Linked DNA regions of Rattus norvegicus: region 2 is linked to region 1. The links are chromatin contacts, called in public Hi-C maps. All regions are on one chromosome and are shown on one strand. Each heading gives the region's core, a stretch centred on a gene start, on an enhancer-like site or on the middle of the called end of the contact. The rest is flanking DNA. Distances are from core to core; before and after follow the strand shown. Region 1 has its middle 34 kb from the start of Lpp. Region 2 has its middle 45 kb from the start of Lppos.

Evidence for each region. A called contact is a pair of places that touch in the nucleus more often than the background predicts.
Region 2: a contact with region 1 is called in a Hi-C map of liver, with 7 times the contacts expected there. The contact joins two enhancer-like sites.

Annotation. Positions count from the first base shown.
Region 1 is chr11:89,838,037-89,841,018 of GRCr8, reverse strand. It overlaps a transcript of Lpp not described here. Among named protein-coding and RNA genes, the nearest start is that of Lpp, 34 kb to the right of the region's middle. Within about 2 kb of position 1,543, at least 29 of the 93 cell types and tissues checked have an H3K27ac peak or open chromatin away from gene starts, as enhancers often do. A contact at or near this core is called in liver, where this site is marked.
Region 2 is chr11:89,973,238-89,976,199 of GRCr8, reverse strand. No RefSeq gene overlaps it. Among named protein-coding and RNA genes, the nearest start is that of Lppos, 45 kb to the right of the region's middle. Within about 2 kb of position 1,334, at least 14 of the 93 cell types and tissues checked have an H3K27ac peak or open chromatin away from gene starts, as enhancers often do. A contact at or near this core is called in liver, where this site is marked.

The sequences.
Region 1 (2,982 bases), core at 294-2,793:
CCACCCAGGGAGCTTTGTATACATGACCATGGTTAGGTTTCCCTTCACAGATTCCGACTGCAATGGGCTGATCGGGGGCCCTGGGTCTTAGCTTTCTTCTGCCTAGGGAGGAGACCACCTGTTTCTTGTTTTCATTCCTTTTTTTTTTCCCGTGTGGTGGACTTTCTGTTTTGAAACCAGCAACCACTCAATCTTACGACGTTATTTACTGAGAGCTTTTGTGGGTGTGCAAAGCTGTGAAAAGGACATTACGGGAATGGCATGAGTGGGTGTTGAATTTAGTGGGCCCTAAAGAACGGGAGGGACCCACCCGGACTGTATCAGTGAGAGCCTTTGAAGACAGAACAGTGGCCTTTGTCATCTTCCCCTCTTCTCTACTCACCTCCCTACCAGATTCGCAGCCCTGGGAGGATGTAGTTTCTAGTCACAAGAAAGTGTCACTCCCCACAGTTGTACTCTAGAGCATATCATAGCCCGTTTACAGTGACAGGGATATTTGTTTGTAGTGTCTCCGTTTTTCTCCCGGCACCAACTTGAATTTACTAGTGCACACACAAAAAAAAAAAAAAATCTGCTTCAATCGTCCTGCTCCCTGGGGCACATTCTGTGCATACAGTGACAGTCTGCCTTGCTGCTGTGAAAATACCCAAAGTCCGTCGCCTGGCACTGTGTGTTCTTTCCAGAATTAAGGTCATTCTTTACTGCCCCTGGGTGCCAGCCAGCTGAGCTGTACCCTGGCCTTGGATCTGTCCCATCCCGACGTTGTTCCGGTACGTCCTGGTGGTGGAACACTCACTGTCCTGAAGCCACCTGTCATTCCCCCTGCTAGAAATAATCTTCCCTTTGCTCGAGCCACATGCTGCTCCGAGTGGGAACATTTAGGACTCATCACATTGTACCTCGAGCGTCTGCCACTGTCCGCTTCTGGAGGGTGGGGTAGCCTCTGCTTACTTCTGGCACCTTCTGCCGTGCCACGCACATGGGAGTCCTTCCAGCATGTTTTTCATGAGTAACTGTTTTACTTTTAGTTCATCTCAGCAGTTGTACAGAGTTAGCCTCCTGAGCTCTTGGAAGCTCCGGCGAGCGTGTGCAAAAAGGTCTACTGTGAGGAAGCAAAATCCAGTGACCTAGTTACAGTCTGTTCCCTGCACTCGTGCCTCTGAGGCGGTGCTGGCCTCAGCTTGAAGAGAGATGCTGTCTCTTCAAGGTGCTGGCTGTTGGCATATCTTCCCATGGGGCCACCACCTTCTTCTCCTTTAAGTATGATAACAGCGAGTTATCATGTAGAAAATCCAGTAATGGCTGACTAGAAATAAAAAAACAAAACAGAAACAAACAAACCAACCCCCAAACCTCACAGTGTCCCTTCCCGCTGTGGCTGTGAAGCCTGCCCTGGTTTAATCTATGTGACATTGTGGAAGTATCGTGCGCTAGTGCGAGTCAGTCAGAACTGGTAGAGAAGGCCACTGTGTCCTATAGGCCGGCTGTTTTCATGCTCAGCACTGAAACTGAGCTGCAGCACACACTGTCACCATTGCTCTGGTGCCAAAGTGGACTCCATGGTGGCGTAATGATTAAATCCAAAGGGTTTGGGCGTCCTTTTTGTGCCTGGGCTGTGCTTCGGCAGCAGCGATGTGAAGAAAGCCACAGAGCAGTGACATCATAGGCACCGGAGTTTAACATGCCGGTTTCTGTAAGCATGTGGTGCTTAACCTTATGAAGGGCAGGGTGTGGCTGCCAGTGTAGCAGCAAGGCATGCTCTACCCTTCTTTCTGGTTGGAGTCCTAAGAGATTCCCAGGGCTTTTGTTCCTTTGAGGGAAGGTTCTGGAAGACTACAGCTGTCCCCATTTATAGTAATGGATCTTATCTAAGTCAGGCTACCAATGGCGAGGGAGACTTCAAAGAGCATTGCCTGGTGGTGCCTGTGGCTCAGGGGTAGAGCCTCTTTAGACCTTGGGATTAATTCCCAGCACCACAGCAGAAGAAGAAGAAGAAGAAGAAGAAGAAGAAGAAGAAGAAGAAGAAGAAGAAGAAGAAGAAGAAGAAGAAGAAGAAGAAGAAGAAGAAGAAGAAGAAGAAGAAGAAGAAGAAGAAGAAGAAGAAGAAGAAGGAAGAAGGAAGAGGAAGAAGAAGAAGAAGAAGAAGAAGAAGAAGAAGAAGAAGAAGAAGAAGAAGAAGAAGAAGAAGAAGAAGAAGAAGAAGAAGAAAAGAAGAAGAAGAAGAAGAAGAAGAAGAAGACCTGCATCCTGCCTTCCAGTGTGCCACGTGTAGCCTAGAGGTGTCTGGGATGGACAGGAAAACTTGAACATAGATGTCTGACCATACTCAGAGGGCTAATTCGAGCTTTTCCTCTGTATTATTTTGTTTTGTTTTGTTTTTTTCTATTTTTCATTTTATTTTGTTCTCTTCTCTTCTTAGACAGTTTCATCACTTAAATGATTTCCAAGCACTACAGTGACTTTGAAGCAGGGCAGGAAAATACAAAATAGAGAATAAAATTTACCCCAAATGCATTCTGCTTTAACGATCATTGTTACAGTTTTGGGAAGAAGTTTTTCAGCTCCCCATTCCTCCTTTCTTCCCTTTCTCTCCCCCAGCATGTGCAAATGGGCGTGTGTCCCTGTGTTCACATGTATGACTGTGTTTACAGTTTACAGTTTTCGACGACAGTTTTCACTAACGACATATCTTGCACGTGATTTTTCTTTAAAAGCAACAAAAAAGTATGTGTCTGAGTGGTTTGCTCCCATGTATGCCTGCGTGCCACTGTGTGCTTGGTGCCTGCAGGAGCCAGAAGAGGGCTTAGGTCTCCTAAATTGTAGTTATAGATGGTCGTGAGCTGCCAGGTGGGTGCTGGAAATCAAACTCCGGTTCCCTGGAAGAGCGGCCAGTGCCTTTAACTACTGACCCACGTGTCCGTCCTCTAGAGAAGCCTTTAAAGAAACCAGAGCCACAGCTGCCACATGTGTGCACGTAACATT
Region 2 (2,962 bases), core at 85-2,584, 140 kb before region 1:
CAGAGGCCAGGACGTAGGAAAGGCTCGATTCGTGTTAGCGCTTATTAAAAAGCTGTAGCAGTTCATGTGCCCCGGGGCGTGTTGTTATTTCCTCGGAGTTCTGCTTTCAGTGCACAGTGGAACTAAAGATAACCATGCAGCTCTTGTCTCTGACCCGCCTGGGTGCTCTTACTAGAACGAAAGGAAAAAGGAAATACACGGTGGCCCAGAATGGGGCTCCAGAGAAATCCAAAATGAGCTGCGGTCTAAAAGTGACTTCTTCTCTCCAAGCCTATTTTTAGCCAGCTGTGAACTTCTCTAATACGCAAAGAGTGATGCTGGGCTCCCTGAATAGCTCCGCTGACGAGCTCCTGCCTGCTTCTGCTACTATGTGAATTTATGGAATTCTGGTCTCACACTTCATTAAAGAAATATACGATGGCGCAGAGACAGGAGGCCAGACACCTCTAACTCTTGTCTCCATCTCCCCGTGATAAATCTTAGCAGTGCCTCATTTGTGGAGGAAAAAGGAGTAACCAGTGAAGATACTATCTACAGACCCTTTATGGATAGCTTGGCTTCGCTTGCTTTTCCTTCTTTTCTTTGCTCTAGATCTTTCCTTTTTTCTCTTTTAGAGTTTTGGGGTTTTTTATTTTTAATGGATAACTTTGTTAAGAGGTCATAAAACAAGAAGTCTGGTCAAAAGTACCCTCAAACCTGTAAGATACAAGTTTATAAAAAAAAAAAAAAAAACCTAGATAACCAAGGCAAAGGAATTGTTTTTCACATAAAATTTCGCTTATGGTGGCCCAGAAGCTCAGTAGTTCACTGTAACCATGTTGAATCAAATTTGTTTAATCCAGATTGGATTCTGGTGACTCCATTGCCAACCCTCACACCCAGTCTGGTGCAGAGGGTGGGATGGAAGGAAGTCTAGTATTTACGTCACAAAGCAAATACTTCTAAGAATCCCTCGATCTGTTTCACCGCCCTTTTACCGTCTTAGCTAGTGGCCGCCCACGGTGGCTTGGAGAGGTCAGACTTCCAAAGAGTACCTGTCACAATCCTGATGAGTAGCTGCTGAAGAACAAAAGAAAGCTGAGTGTGGTGACCCCAGACATTCAATCCCAACGCCTGAGAGGAAGCCCGATATCTAATGAGACCGGCCTGGTACCCAGAAGGAGCCCTAAGATAGCTGAGCTATAGTGAGGCCCTGTCTGAAAAACAAAACCAAACAAACAACATAAGGAGCAGAGAATGGTTAAAAAAAGTGCTGGGGCTGGAGCTCAATAATAGGGCGCTTGCCTAATAGATCCAAGGCCTTGGGCTGAATTCCAAGCACAACAAAAGAAAGGACAACAGCCAGAGCTGGTTAAGGGACCATCACCAAATGACAGACAGACCTGCCCAGTGGTTCAACTATCATTTCTTCTATAATTCCTCTTCCATGTAACTCAGGTCCCCACTCTTTCCTGCTCGCCCGAGTAGCCCTGTGGTACAGGTTCCCTTCTGTCTTGACTTCCTGCTCACTTGCCCAGCTTCTTGATTATTGTTAAGCCCAGCGATCAGGCAAATGCTTCATTCATTATTCTCTTGTTTGACCAGCACAGCGCCTGGAATATATTGATCAATCTATAAGTAACTTGTTTTTATCAAATCAATATATTTTCAAAAGACAAAATCGATTTATTTTCCACCATTTGGTTTTATCTACCTAGAAACCTAGAACCAGAGTGACAGCATGTCAGAATGATTTCCCCTAATGCCAATTAAAGAATATCAGAGATATTCTGTTTAGCCTAAAATATCACAAGTTAATTTTTAATGGGTCGGATCTGTAACTCCCTCTAAAGCCTTTGACCTCAAGAAGGAATGAAGATCCAGAACACAGAATTGTAATAATGACACTAGGAGGACCTCTCTAGGCTGGATGTTGAAAAGTAGGGTCCCCGGTGACAGAGAAATGGGATCCAAACATGGTTTCTGAGAAGCCCTTATAAACCTTGGGTACCCTTGGGATCCTCTGTTGCATTCTCCCAGTCCCTACTTTGTCCTATGTCTTATGCAAGGCCACAGATGCTAAACCAGATTTGTATGTGCACACCTATGCCAGGAATGTGAAAGAGTTGTGACAACAATCATGCCTGTAACCAGAGGAGAAATTGGAATCAGAGTGCACCAAGTTAAAAAACCTCTGGGAGGAGAGAGTGCTGGGGGCTCACATCACACTTAACAGGGACCTTAGATTTGAGGCTATAGAGAGTAGACATCACTGCTTGAACAAGGGAAGATCGTTTTTGTGTGGAGATTATATGCACCAAGTTGCCTGTTGTGTGTATGTTTGGGGGGAGGGGGGATATTCCCATCTGACCGCGACAGTCTGAGTCTGACACAGAGTAGTTCTTACCACCAACATTGCTAGCAGGAATGTGGCTCACGAAGGACACTTGGTGATGTTGAAATCCAGACACGTTAACTGATGGTTAGTGTCAGTTAACAAGAACACGTCAGTCACTATTTTTATGTTGACCCTCTTCACATCCCTGCCTCTTTTGCCTGTGGAAGATTTCTCCAATCAACATACTCCATCTCCTCAGCTCTGGCCCCTGGGGACCCATGCGGATAAGTAAAGGGCAACAAAAGAGTCCCTGTCACAAGTACACTGGAGGGTAGACAGGTACATTCACTTCAGAGGATGAAGAAAAGAGGGTCTAAATTCAACAAATGTACAAACATCCAGGAGACCACCCATCGATGCTCTAAACAGCTGCAGGGCTCTACATGCCACATGGTATGATGTGTGGGCGATCCTGTTTGTTTAAGTAAAATACAGATATATACTTTAGGAACTGTCTGCCCTTCCAGAGGATCAGGGTTCAGTTCCCAGCACCCACACGGAGCATCCCAGCACTCCATAACTCAAACCCCAGTGAATTCAACGCCCTCTGCTGGTCTCCATGGCAACTCAGTATGTGTGGTGACT